Regions from separate parts of the Sus scrofa genome. Here region 2 is linked to region 1. Evidence: chromatin contacts called from public HiChIP or PLAC-seq data. All regions are on one chromosome and are shown on one strand. Each heading gives the region's core, a stretch centred on a gene start, on an enhancer-like site or on the middle of the called end of the contact. The rest is flanking DNA. Distances are from core to core; before and after follow the strand shown.

Region 1 (6,426 bases), core at 1,569-4,068:
ATTGAATCAATGATTAAAGAATGGATGACAGAATTTGTTCTCTTCTACCACTGAGGCTCTGCTCTAGAAACATTTGAGGTTTTCTGTGGGAAGCAGCCAAGAGCCATGCAGGGTTTAGAGCAGGAGAGAAAGAGGTGATAAAGCAGGACTTGGGGAACCTTCCTTCCTTCCTTCATTCCTTCCTTCCTCCTTCCTTTCCTCAAAAAGCAAATGATTTTAATAATTATGTCAGTGGAAAAGTGAAAATATTATTTTTGCACAGACACCATATTTAGCTGAAAATCCTCCCTGCTGTCTCTCTTTGAGGAAAGTGGTAGTCTTCTCTTTTTCTTCATGAAACATAGAAAGGTATTAATAAATGCTCCAATGTATTTTTCTACAATGCCATCTTTTGTCCCCAAAGGCAAAGTCTATAGCTGTGTAGAAAAAACATACTTTAAAATATTATCTTGGAGATAATCTAAGAAATAATACTTTGGCCTAAGAGAACTAAGGAATAAAGAAAGACAAATCCTGTATGAACTCATACAAACAACCAACTAAACTCATAGAAAAAAAGATGAGATTTGTGATTAAGACAGGGGTGGGAGCAGAAGGAGGGGGAATTGATGAGATGAAGGTGGTCAAAGATACAAACCTCCAGTTATGAGATAAATAAGTCCTAATGTACAACAATGTGATTGCCATATTTAACACTGTTGTATAGTGTATATATATACTTTTTTTTTTGTCTTTTTGCCTTTTCTAGGGCAGCTTCCCATGGCATATGGAGGTTCCCAGGCTAGGGGTCAAATCGGAGCTGTAGATGCCGGCCTACACCAGAGCCACAGCAACGTGGGACCCGAGCCACGTCTGCGACCCACACTGCAGCTCACAGCAACGCCGGATCCTTAACCCAATGAGCAAGGCCAGGGATCGAATTTGCAACCTCATGGTTCCTAGTGGGATTCGTTAACCACTGTGTAGTAATATTCAAAAATTGTTAAAAGAGTAGATCCTCAAAGCTTTTCTCAAAAGGAATCGAATTTTTTTTCTTTTTTTTTAATATTGATATGAGAGGATGAATGCTAACTTATCGTGGTAATCACTTCGCAATATAGCTAAGTCAAATCATTATGCTGTATACCGAAAACTTATACAGTGCTGTGTGTCAAACCAATCTCGGTAAAACTGGGAGAAGCCTCTGGGGCATCTACCTTTGCAAACCTTAAAGATAATTCTCTCGGTCTCTCTTTTTCTCTCTCAACATCTACTTATCTATCCACCCATCCATCTCTCAGCATAACAGCAATCATGCATGGAGCACAGGTATTCCAGGCGCCATTTCGGACTTTGCATATGTTACTGCATTTAATTATGACAACCACCTTACCGTGGCTAGGAGGGTAACTGCTGTAGAACCCCACCAGAGAGTCTCAGCTTCTTAACACAATAGTGGTTTGTTCTTCCCTCAAGTAATTGTTCATGCAGGTCTTTGGCAGGCAGGCTTCCACATGGTGACTCAGGGACCCAGGATCCTTCCATGTGGGGGCTCTGTCACTAAGCTAGCAGATGGGATAAGAGAGAATGGGGAGGATCACCCAGGAAGTTTCCACGGGCCAGGCCTGGAATGAGGGCACATCGCACCCCTCACATTCCCTTTGCTGGAGGATTCAACCCCACAGCAGACCTACCAGCAAGGAAGGCTGGGCGGGGAAGGACAGTCTGGCTGACTGTGAGTACTGGGCACGTATCTGTCTTTGCCAAAGGCGGGCCCTAGTATGTCATTTTATGCATGGGAAGACCAAGGTCTAGAAGGTAAAGAAATTGCCCAGGGTTATATCAGTACCAAGTGATGGAGCCAGGATTCAAATTCACCCTGTCAGCACCCAGAGTACAGGCTCTTGATCACTGCAGCTATGATGATGTTCCACGGAGGCTGGGGCAAAGTGACAACCGGCCACTCAAATACATGAAAAAAAGAAAAAAGAAAAAAAAAAAAAAAAGACTCCTGGCCCACGGGAGTGCTCCCATTTTTCTGTTCACACTCATTCCCGTTTCCCCTGAATGTTCCGCCAAGAGGGCCAGAAACTCAGCAATGATCTCCTCCCCTCCCCCTCGGCGCCAGGTGCTTGATAATCGCGGGGTCAGCCTCAGCAATCCTGCCATCGCAAATGTCACCAAGAGCACACTGTCCTCTTAAGAGGAAGCCAGCGTGACAGGTGGGCGGCCTGTGGAGGGAGGAGGTAACCAGAAGCAGGAGAGGGGCCCGGCTGCATAGAGACTTTCAAAGCAACCCTTCTCCACGCGTGTCACTGTGTGATGTCCATCCAGAGGGCCCTGTTCGGAACATCACAGGCCTTGTCTTATTTCAGGCCCTCTCAGGGGGCCAGGGCTGTGGAAAGGGCCCTGGGGACTTGGCTTCCATTCTCTTTTCAGCTGCCCACCTGGGGAGTAAATGCCACCGGCCCCAGTCACGCCCTCTGGGCAAAACGAGGAGCTCCCGTTGTGATCAAGACATGGGTGGGGTGGGGATGGTACGGGTCTTAGAACCCAAAGCCTCTCACTCAAACGAGGGGTCCTCTTCCCACAGAATGCACAGAGCCACCGAAGTCTGCAGGACCTTACAGGCTCCCTGAAGGGTGTCCCTAAACTGCTCGTTAAGATCAGTGGACTCCGGGTACTTTTCAGCTCCAGGGCGCTTGCTTTCTGAAAGCAGGATGCTCCCCTTGACTCTGCTGCCTCCTATGGAAGGAAGCCTCCCAGGCGGCTCCTAGGCTCCCTGGGCGTCAGCGGCAGCCTCCAGGAGGTCCGCCTCGCAAGCCCAGGGCTCGGGTTGCCTGGCACCGCGCCCCGGATCTGCTGGCAGGCAGCCTTCCCCTTGGAGCCCTGGGAGAGTGTGAGTCACACCAGAAGCTCCTCTGATTCACAGGTAGCATGCATTTGACAAAGGACAGTTAAGGGCCCTTCTTTCCCTTTGTGAGAGCTAATCTTTAAAAATCATTTGCTTCTTCACCCTCCGGGGTGGGTTTTCCATAGAGGGCAGCTTGCAGCGGCTCCCCCAGAGATGCAGGAGAGGCTGGCTGCGGGTCCTGCAGCTGTGCTGGGCACAGGAAGTCCAGGGGCCACTTGTAAAAGTAAGAGGAACTACAAATACTGTAAAAAGGGAGAGCCTCCAAGTTCAAAGGAAGCCCGGATGTTGTCAAGGTCGGGCTAAGGAAGAGGGGGGCTCTTTCCACCACCCCCTCCTTGCCAGGGAGCCTTTCTGCTTCCTCTGAATGGTGGGTATTCCCTGCTGACCTCCAGGGAGAAGCCAGCATTTTGAGTCCTCTAAACTCAGGCCCCTGTTTGCCTTTGCAGCTTCAGGAAACTACCACGCCAGGAAGCCTCCCTTGGCGACACTGCATGTGCTTCCGGCTTTTCTAGGTGCTGGTTCTCATCACCGCTGTTCTTCCAACAGATGGCCCTCTCCCTGCCTTCCCTCCCTCTCAATTTCATCCTTTCTCAGGGCTGCCTTTGGTCCAGGTCCACCTGGAAATTCTTCTACACCGTTCTGAATACACATAAGCAGAGTCACTCTATGGAATGCCTACCATATACCTGGTTCTTTACAAACCTCATCACATCTGACTCTCAACTGTCTTCAAGGCAAGTATTATTGCCTTTTTTATCAGGTGAGGAAATTGGGTTTGAAGGAGTGAATTAAATTTCCTGAGGTCATGCCACCAGTAAATGACAGACCGGTAACTCTTGCCCAGTTGGCTTTCAGACCACTGAGTTATCGTTCAGAATCTGTACGTGCGTGCGGGCACCCATCCATCCATTCAACTGTCTACTCATCCTTGTGTTCCTTCTCCAAATGCCTGCGTGCAGCAGAGCAGCTTTCTTGCACTTCCAGCGTCCTGCCATGGTCTCTGTACCCCTCCTACAGTAGCCCAGTGTGGTACTGCTTCTTTCCTAGTGTAGACATTACCTGTCTAACCAGGTTGGAATCACTCAGGACAGGATCAGGTGCCCCTCATAAAGCACATCACACTTTATGCATTTTGGATCCTTACTGACCGCTGGCTAGTGATTGAATATTTACCCTGCTTTTATAGGGAGTTTTTGGAGATAAAAGATGTGTTCCCAGGAGGCCAAGTCTTTAGGTGATGAGGGCCAGGGAAGACCATTCAAGAAAGGTCAACAGGTCTCTTGCCAGAGTCCTGAGCCAGACTCTCCTGGAGCCCCAGAGAGCCCTAGTTTTGTATTCTTTTGACAGGTGCACACTGCTGTCCCTTTATATTACAGGGAGAGCTCTGATGACTGGACTACATATCCCAAAAGTCTTCGTCCAAAGTGAGTTCCCAGTGTGGTACAGTGGGTTAAGAATCTGACTGCAGTGGCTCAGGCCCCCAGTTCAATCCCTAGGCCGGCACAGTGGCTTAAGGATCTGGCACTGCCGCAGCTGTGGCAAAGGTCGAAGCTGCAGCTTGGATTCAGTCCCTGGCCAGGGAACTTCCATATGCCTTGGGTGCAGTCATAAAACAAACAAACAAAATATCACCCGGAAGTGGTATTTTTAAGAACTCCTGGAGCTCCTGGTCTACGTAGCACAAGGAAAAGGAAATAGATAAAGCAGCAGTTGTCTGAACCCAACTCTGTTCCTGTTTACAAGCCAGATGGACAAGAAATCAGTCACTGACAGCTGTCCATGTACATTCCTACCGCACAGTGTCCCCACCCAAACCCTCATCCCCAGTCTCGGTCTTGTTCTCTTTTTCGCCCTCATCACACTCACATTATTCTCACCACACTGTTTCAGGATCACCTGTTTACCTGAAGTGTCCTCCACTAGGCTGTGAACTTCCTTTTTAAAAAATTCAGTGACTTTTATTGTATTTATATATAGGTGTACAACTATCATCACAACCTAATTTTGCATGTCCATCCCAAACCTTCAGATCATCCCTCCTACCCCCTCCCAACCTGTCTCCTTTGGTGACTATAAGTTTTTCAAAATCTGTGAATCAATTTCTGTTCTGCAAAGAAATTCATTGTATCCTTATTTTAGATTCCACATGAATCTAAAGCATATGATCTAAAGCATGATAGCATATGATGTTTGTGTCTGACTAATTCACTTAGCATGATAATTTCTAAGTCCACCCATGTTGGTGCAAATGCCATTATATCATTCCTTTTCATGGCAGAGTAATATTCCACTGTATATATGTATATGTATATGTACCTTCTTAAGGGCAATAACCATGTGGTCCTCACCACCATCGCTGTCATCATCACCATCATTATGGGCATAGATAACATCTTTCAGTGCTAACTGTGCAACAGACATTGTGTTAACTGCTCCCCATGTATTCGTGGGGTTACTGGTCACCAGTACAGAAGCTTGGGGAAGCTTCCTGGAGATGGCAGCCACCAGAAGGTGTGCCCCAGGAACATTTCTGCAATGGCTGGTGAGCCATACCTCTTAGAGGAAGTATGAGGAACATCCATGTCTCTAAATTATCAACTGTGAAGAGCATTCTTTCTCAATTTATTCACCCCGCCTCCAGCCTCTTGTCATCTCTGCCATGGAGCTATTATTTTGACTCTGTATTGCCAATCTTTACACCTTAGTTCAAAAAGCATACCCACTTGATTTCTTGGGGATGACAAGTTCTCCTGCGTTAAAGGGAAAAAATAGGGTTTTTTCCCTATTTGATGGCTAATGTGTCCATCAAATAACTTTTGTTTGTTTGTTTAAAAAAAGCGCTTTTATCTCGGTATAAGACATTGCAATTTGTTCTGCTCTCCCTGGTCCATGCAAAATATTTTCCAGTAGACCCTCCACCTCGAAACAGATTTTTTTTTTCCCCTCCTACATTCCAGTAGAAGGTGTTTCTCTAACGCATGGCAAGTCATCTTCCGGGATCAGCATCTAGAACCAATCACTCTTCAGGCCCTTAATTAAATCTTCAAGTTGGAACCTATGCAGTGAACTTCTTTATTCAAAAATACCAAGAGAAACATAAGCAGCTTCATTTCTTGTTGTAACAATGCCAGTTTTCCATAATCTGACCTTCACTTGACAGCAGTGGCTCAGAGTCTTTCTTCAAAGCAGCGTATATATTTTTATAACCTAGATGCACAAGATGACGACAGGATTAACTTTAGTCACTAAAGATGCTGGAACATTCTTTATTCCAGATGGAAAAAATAGCCCCACTGTTAGTTAGGATTCTTGTTTGCAGCTGACTTGAGTTGTCTTTTGTTGTCACAAGGTGTGGACTCCAACTGTAGGATCAGAAGTTTTTCAGGACCAATATTTAAAAGCAGATTAGATACATGACTCACATTCTGTAGGCTGTATAACGTGCGGTCATAAAAAATGCAAATACACTCACAAACAAAAGCCATTCGTGTTCCTTTCCCTGAACAAGCTGTATTTATTTTCAGGGAAAACTT
Region 2 (6,187 bases), core at 2,817-5,316, 190 kb before region 1:
AAAACAGATGATGTCTGGGGTATGAAAGAAAGAACAGTTAACAGTTAACAAAAGACAGCTGCATTCAGTCAGACAATTCCTACCAAAAGTGACAATCTTGAAGGAAGTAGTAATGTCCCCCGAACATTTTCTCATGAGTTGAAACTGAAACTCCTCCATTACCTAGGTTTTATTTCTTATTTAATACCTGACTGAGAAGGCAACAGTGCACAAAGCAAAGTGGGAGGCAGAATACCTAGGCTCTGGGCCCTGCTTTACGAGTGAGTCACTCTCCATTAACTCGAGTAAGTTTTCTCTTCTTCATTCTGCTCCTCAGTTTTTTATCAGTAAAGAAAGGGTCAAAGTCAGAAGGAGATTAGGCCATGGAAAGAGAGGTTGGAGTGACATGCTTTGAAGATGAAGGAAGGGGCCAGGAGCCAAGAAATGCAGGCAGCCTGTAGGAGTTGGAAACGGCAAGGAAACAGATCCTCCCCTGGAGCCTCCAGAAGGAATGTAGCCCTGAGGACCTATTTTAGACTCTGACTTCAAGAACTATAAGATAATAAATGTGTGTTGTTTTAAGCCACTATGTTTGTGGTGATTTTTTTTTTTATAGCAGAATTATAAAACTAATATGAGTGCCTGTAATTAAATTCTCCCAGGACCTCCCCCCCCTCCTTTTCTGAAGGATTGTGCAATGCCTGAATTCTATCTTGGGTAAATGCACAATAGAAGCAGATATTAGAAAGGGTATGTTTTAGACAACTTCAGAATTTGTGGCAGATTATGTTCTAAAACCAAGAACAGGATTCAGATGGATATTTCATAGAGATTCTTAACATCTGCAGACGTTTAATATTAGATATACTGTACTAGGTTATAGCCAGAAACGGAAACATACTATAGATGTTAGGTTAGGGAAACACCTTAAAATCACTTAGGACAATTAACATGGCGTGGGACAGGGCTTCACGAAGGACTGAACATGATGGCAACTTCATCTTTTAGTGGGTACTTTGTTATTTTGCTATATGAACACTGACCAATGCTAACAATATGAACAGACGGCTCTCTTGCCAACAAGGGAAGAGCATATGATACATGACGGAACTAAATGCAGGAGACTGAACAGAACCCCGAAAAACGCCTCAGCGGGCAATACCAATACCCTCGCAAATACTTTTTAAAATATGAAATACCTGTTCCAATTCCTGCTCTGCATATTGACGTCTACTCAATTCACATTCAGCTCCCTCCCTTAGCTCTCTCAGCCGACAAGCCTCCTCCTTTGCGTAATTGATTTCATCCATCATTTTGCGCTCTAGGTTTTGCTTTTCTACAGCAACATTTCTGTTTTCTTCCTGTGCCTTTTCAAGCCTTACAGAACAATAAAAATGAAAATTCCTCACAAAAGTTTCCAAAATTTCATCACTTTAAATGAAGAATAAATATGTATCAAGCAATAGGATACATGTTTCAATCCGAATTCGTAGCACTGGTTTTTTTACCAGTCTTAAACTTGGACAACAAAAACGTCAGGTAGCCTGCTACGTAGCTCTTCTGGCCACCTTGAGTGAGAAATACAGGGAAAGCGGGGAAATGCCCATCACAAGAAGACTTTTAGGAAAATCATACGTATTTAAATCATGTTAAAAATAAAATTCGATGACACAATTCTACCGATATTTATTTCCACTGGTCTTCCACCCATTTATTCCCTACCACATACTTTTAGAATAAAGCTGTAATTATGATAATGTGATACTTTTCTAAAAATATGAGGTGTACATACCATTCCTGATGTACCAACCTACATACAAATGTGTAGGTACATGCCCATATTACAGATTCACCAACTGTATTTTCCCCACACAAATAACAAGGTTTAGAGTCTTTTCTACCTACTCACCTCTCTTGTAAGTCCATGAGACTTTGCTCTGCAGTCTGTAGACTCTCTAAGTCTTTCATCATTTTTGCAACATGTTCTTTTGATGTCTTATTCTGTGTGTAAGCAAACCAGCACCCTCCAACACCAATTACTATAGAAACAGTGAGGATAAAATCTTTCATCCAATTATGAGGAGGGCCTAGGAAGAGAATTACAGATGGTTAATCTTTGAGTATAATAGAATCTCAACACAGAGCCACTTATTTTAAAAAGTATTAGATATCTAAAACCAAAACAAAATATGGAAACATCCCTCCTATTATACAAGCTCTGGCCTTTTAATAATTTTTTTTCAAATAATCAGTGTACTTATTATAACTATGTGATATACTAGACCTACAGGAGAGCAGAGATAAACCTGCACGGATGCACCATGCCCCTTCTGTACAAGAGGCAGTGACAAAACTCCTGGGACCTCTGAAAAAGCAACAGCATCTCCAATCATGTACAGAGAGGTCTTCTGCGGGTAAAAGAAGCTATAAAGAGTATCACCATTATTCCAACTCCTTTCCTTTAGACAAGTTAGGCAGCTGTCATGCTTTGATCAACAAACTGAAATCCTAATCATCCACCAAAAAGCATTAGCCCCAGGCATGCAACTAATTGATGTTAATCAGTGATTCTCAACCAAAGGTGATATTCCCCCCAGCAGACACTGGACAATTTCCACTTTGCCACAACGGGAAAGGTGGAAGTGGGGGGTGTTTGTTACTGGTTTCTCTGGTAGGAAGAGGCCAGGGATGTTGCTAAACATCCAGAAAGGCACAATTCTTCCCTGCCCACCTCTGGTGGGAACAAAGACTTATCCAGGAATTGTCCAGCCCAGAATGTGAATAGTAGCAAGGTCGAGAAACCACGGGTTAAACGATCTTCATGAGTAATGTTTTCGGTGGCTACTTGCCAGAGATATCTGGGTTACTAGAGGGAAACGTGGACTGCCTGCCCTGTGGCACAGGCATGACCAACCCCCCGCGTGGTTTCTAATGTCAGGAGCAAGGAGCTAGGGCCTGCTGTCTTCTTCAGTGATACAAAACAAAGACAGTGCCAGTCAAATAATTTCCTAGTTTATCCCTGAGTGTGGGGGCTCTCTGGAGAGAGATATGATAACCAATACAATATAATGCAGTATTTGTTATGAAGAGATAACTGTTTTTCATTGAAAAACTGCCTAACTGTCCAGGTCGCCATCAAGACATTTTGCGTGTCTAATGAGATGACGAGCTCTACAGAAATGGCAAGTTCTCATGTTTACCAATTTAGGGCTCATATATATTTACACAGTGTGATAAATACTGTGCTCTCTACCAGAGACCCTCAGCTATGCTTGTCTCCAGAGTGCAGACCCTCGCCTAACGGGAAAGAGATTCTCCCTTCACCCTTTAGTAGAAGGCTAAAACCTCCAAAGGGTTTATTTTTATTCTGCCTCAGACCGAGAGGTTCAGCTCAGGCTCTAGTTCAAATAGGAGCCTTGTTCAGGCTGAACTATCATCACCAGAAATAACAGTAACAGATGGACAAGTCCCAAACTGGGCAATAAGTACCACAAACTGGACAAGATTTTAGTAAAGACTCCTTTAAAATGTATCTCTGTTCACTTGACAATGCTAGTTTTTTTTTTTTAATAAATCTAACGTGGGTGTTCCAACTGCAGGGATCATTCCCTCAAATAATAATTCTAAGACAAACACATTAAAAAGGTAATGCATCATTAACTTCTTAACTGGTTTGTTTATTAAAACATTTGTTTTCAACATTCTTTGAGACTAGTTTGGTTTCTTTTCAAATAATACTGCTTGGCTTAGAGGGTAGTTTGTTCTTGGATGAATAAAATAGAAACATTCCCGACCAGGTTGTATATATAGAGAAATTCTATAGTTTAAGTCCTATTTGCCCCAATCATTCACATGGAAAAATTAGATCGAATCTCAACAGAAGACAACCAACCCCCAGCAGATTCAGTTGAAAACTTAGGACAAGGAAAAGGTTAGAAAGGGTATCATCTCTGTGGAATGCCTGGCACTTCGATAGTGTTCCATTTCCTAGGGTTTGTAATTTCCACCAACAGTGCATTTCCACCAACTCTCACAAAGGGGAGTTCCAGCTGTTTCACCAGCTGCTCTTTTAGCCTGAGCCAAAAAAGAACCACCAGTAAAGTTATGGAATCTATCCAACCACTCCAGTAAGCCTTTTATAGCAGGGGCACTCTCCATACGGTCTCATAGAAAATCTGTAAGTCTCTTAACTCCAAGAACTGAGGCAAAATAAATATTAGTTTCTGGAGTTATAATTTGTCAAAGCCATTTTTCTTGCGATTAATTTTGCTATTCCTTTTTAGCTTCTGAAAAATAAAATGTAATTCCTCTAAAATGCGTACTCTTCAAACACATTCTCCCAAAGCTTTCTGTAATTTGAAATTAAATGAAGTAAACGTATTAAACTTTCCTTCTGGGAAGAAAGTATTCCTGTCAAATTAAAGAAGAAGGTTTATTTTCCTTACAAAAATGACATAGTTTCTAAATCGTTTCTTTTTCAGAACAATCAAATAGCATTCTCTGCCTAGTGCTTCTGCCAAGATAGTCTGTTACTTCGTACAGTTTCACGTGGGCCTTTAGGGCCTCTGTTTTTGATCTACATCTAAAAAGTCCTTTTCCTGGTAAGCAATGAAGACAAGTTAGGATTTATTACTTCATGTCATCAAGATGGCGAGACTGCACCTTTTTAAAGGGACTCTTCAGTGAACGAACGAACGTCCAGCTATAATAACATCAACCTTAAGACTGCGGCCAAGAGCTTTAAAACTAGAAATTTAATTCTAAATTATCAACAAATATACAGGTTTTACAACTTTTTGTATCAGTAACCAGCACTGAAAATTCTACTCTCCACATTTCCATGACAGAAAATCTCACCCTACAAATCTTTTGTTCTTAGGGTATTATTTCATTTCTTCTATACCTAACAGAGGATTCCTCTTAGTGGTCTACTTTCTTTTTTCTTTCTTAAATAACAAACAGAGGATCTGATTATTCTTTTCCATCATATTTTGTGAGAGAGAGTACTAACGTGTTAGAGGTCCAAACAAAACCACATCCAGTGCCTTGAGCTGAAGTTTCTGTCTGTGACTCCGGTCGCTGATTTTCAACTGAGAGATCATAAACGAAGGTTCATGCACTGCTATCCTGTTCATTTAAGAAATACATATATGTTAAACAAAAATGATTCTAGTATGTAAATTTAAGTAGTTCAGCCACATATTTAATGCTTTACATGATTACTTCAAGAGTTCATCCATGTATGATTATAACACTTTATTATAATATATACGAAAAACCTTCTCAGTGCAAACTCAGCAGTGCAAATGCTCTCGTATGCTAATAATTTAGTTGTTATATTGATATTTTTGTTTTTAAAGGTTACTTTATACTGTAACTTACTTTGACTTAGAAATTGATTAAATTCAAAATATTTTATAATCATTATTTTCTATCATTTCGCAAACAAGAAAACTATAATTTACTTAATAGATTTTTAAAAATCATTCTCAATTTAGATCTTACCACTTTTCTTTATAAACGTCTTTTTAAAAACCTATACCTTTACATTCTAATACTTAAATTATTTAAAAATTAAAGTCCCTGAAGTCATAAATGGAAAGAAAAAGTCATCACTGCTTTGGGAGTAAACGGATAGACTTATGTAATAAGAAGTATTGAACCATTTCTTTAGTAATGAAAAAAGTACGCAGGATACCAAAAGGCACAGGAGAAATAGGAAATGAAATCACTTTTGTTTTGGACTTCAAATCCAAGGAGCCCAGGGGTCAACTAAGATTTCTTATCAACCAAGTATGATGCCAATAAGGATCTTATGACACTTTATGTGTAATGAAGTATAATATAATAAATAAAGTAATAAAGTATAATAATAATAATTGTAAGTAATAATAAAAACAAGCACATACTAGGTGCTAGGTCCGGAGTTTAATTAAAAAAATTTTTAAAAACTTTTAATATATTTAAAATTGCCATTTTATAGACGAGGAAACTAAGGTAGTGAGAGGCTGAGCAACTTGGTCGAGGTTACATAATGAATAAGAAAGCTGGGATTCAAACCCAAACGTGTATGATTACAAGGGCTACTCTGAATCATTACATTTTATTTAAGAAGACTTCAGAACCTCTGAGCAGGAAGAAGTTACACGAAGTCCTCTGAGGCTCCTCTAAAAACTTTAGAGAGGGAGTTCCCATTGTGGAGCAGTGG

What was found. HiChIP or PLAC-seq counts read pairs in DNA pulled down with a chosen protein or histone mark.
Region 2: a contact with region 1 is called in an H3K27ac HiChIP or PLAC-seq map of skeletal muscle, with 5 times the contacts expected there. The contact joins two enhancer-like sites. A contact is called at or near these places in 5 of 47 Hi-C or Micro-C datasets (embryonic fibroblasts, retroperitoneal adipose tissue, skeletal muscle and 1 more) and 1 of 2 datasets of contacts at active chromatin or transcription factors (skeletal muscle).

What each region holds. Positions count from the first base shown.
Region 1 is chr8:20,386,038-20,392,463 of Sscrofa11.1, reverse strand. No RefSeq gene overlaps it. Among named protein-coding and RNA genes, the nearest start is that of STIM2, 67 kb to the left of the region's middle. Within about 2 kb of position 2,818, at least 37 of the 83 cell types and tissues checked have an H3K27ac peak or open chromatin away from gene starts, as enhancers often do. A contact at or near this core is called in skeletal muscle, where this site is marked.
Region 2 is chr8:20,582,495-20,588,681 of Sscrofa11.1, reverse strand. STIM2 (stromal interaction molecule 2) reads right to left here. Exons shown (of 15, transcript XM_003128897.6): 6 at 4,991-5,106; 7 at 1,889-2,066; 8 at 1,179-1,356. Among named protein-coding and RNA genes, the nearest start is that of STIM2, 130 kb to the right of the region's middle. Within about 2 kb of position 4,066, at least 9 of the 83 cell types and tissues checked have an H3K27ac peak or open chromatin away from gene starts, as enhancers often do. A contact at or near this core is called in skeletal muscle, where this site is marked.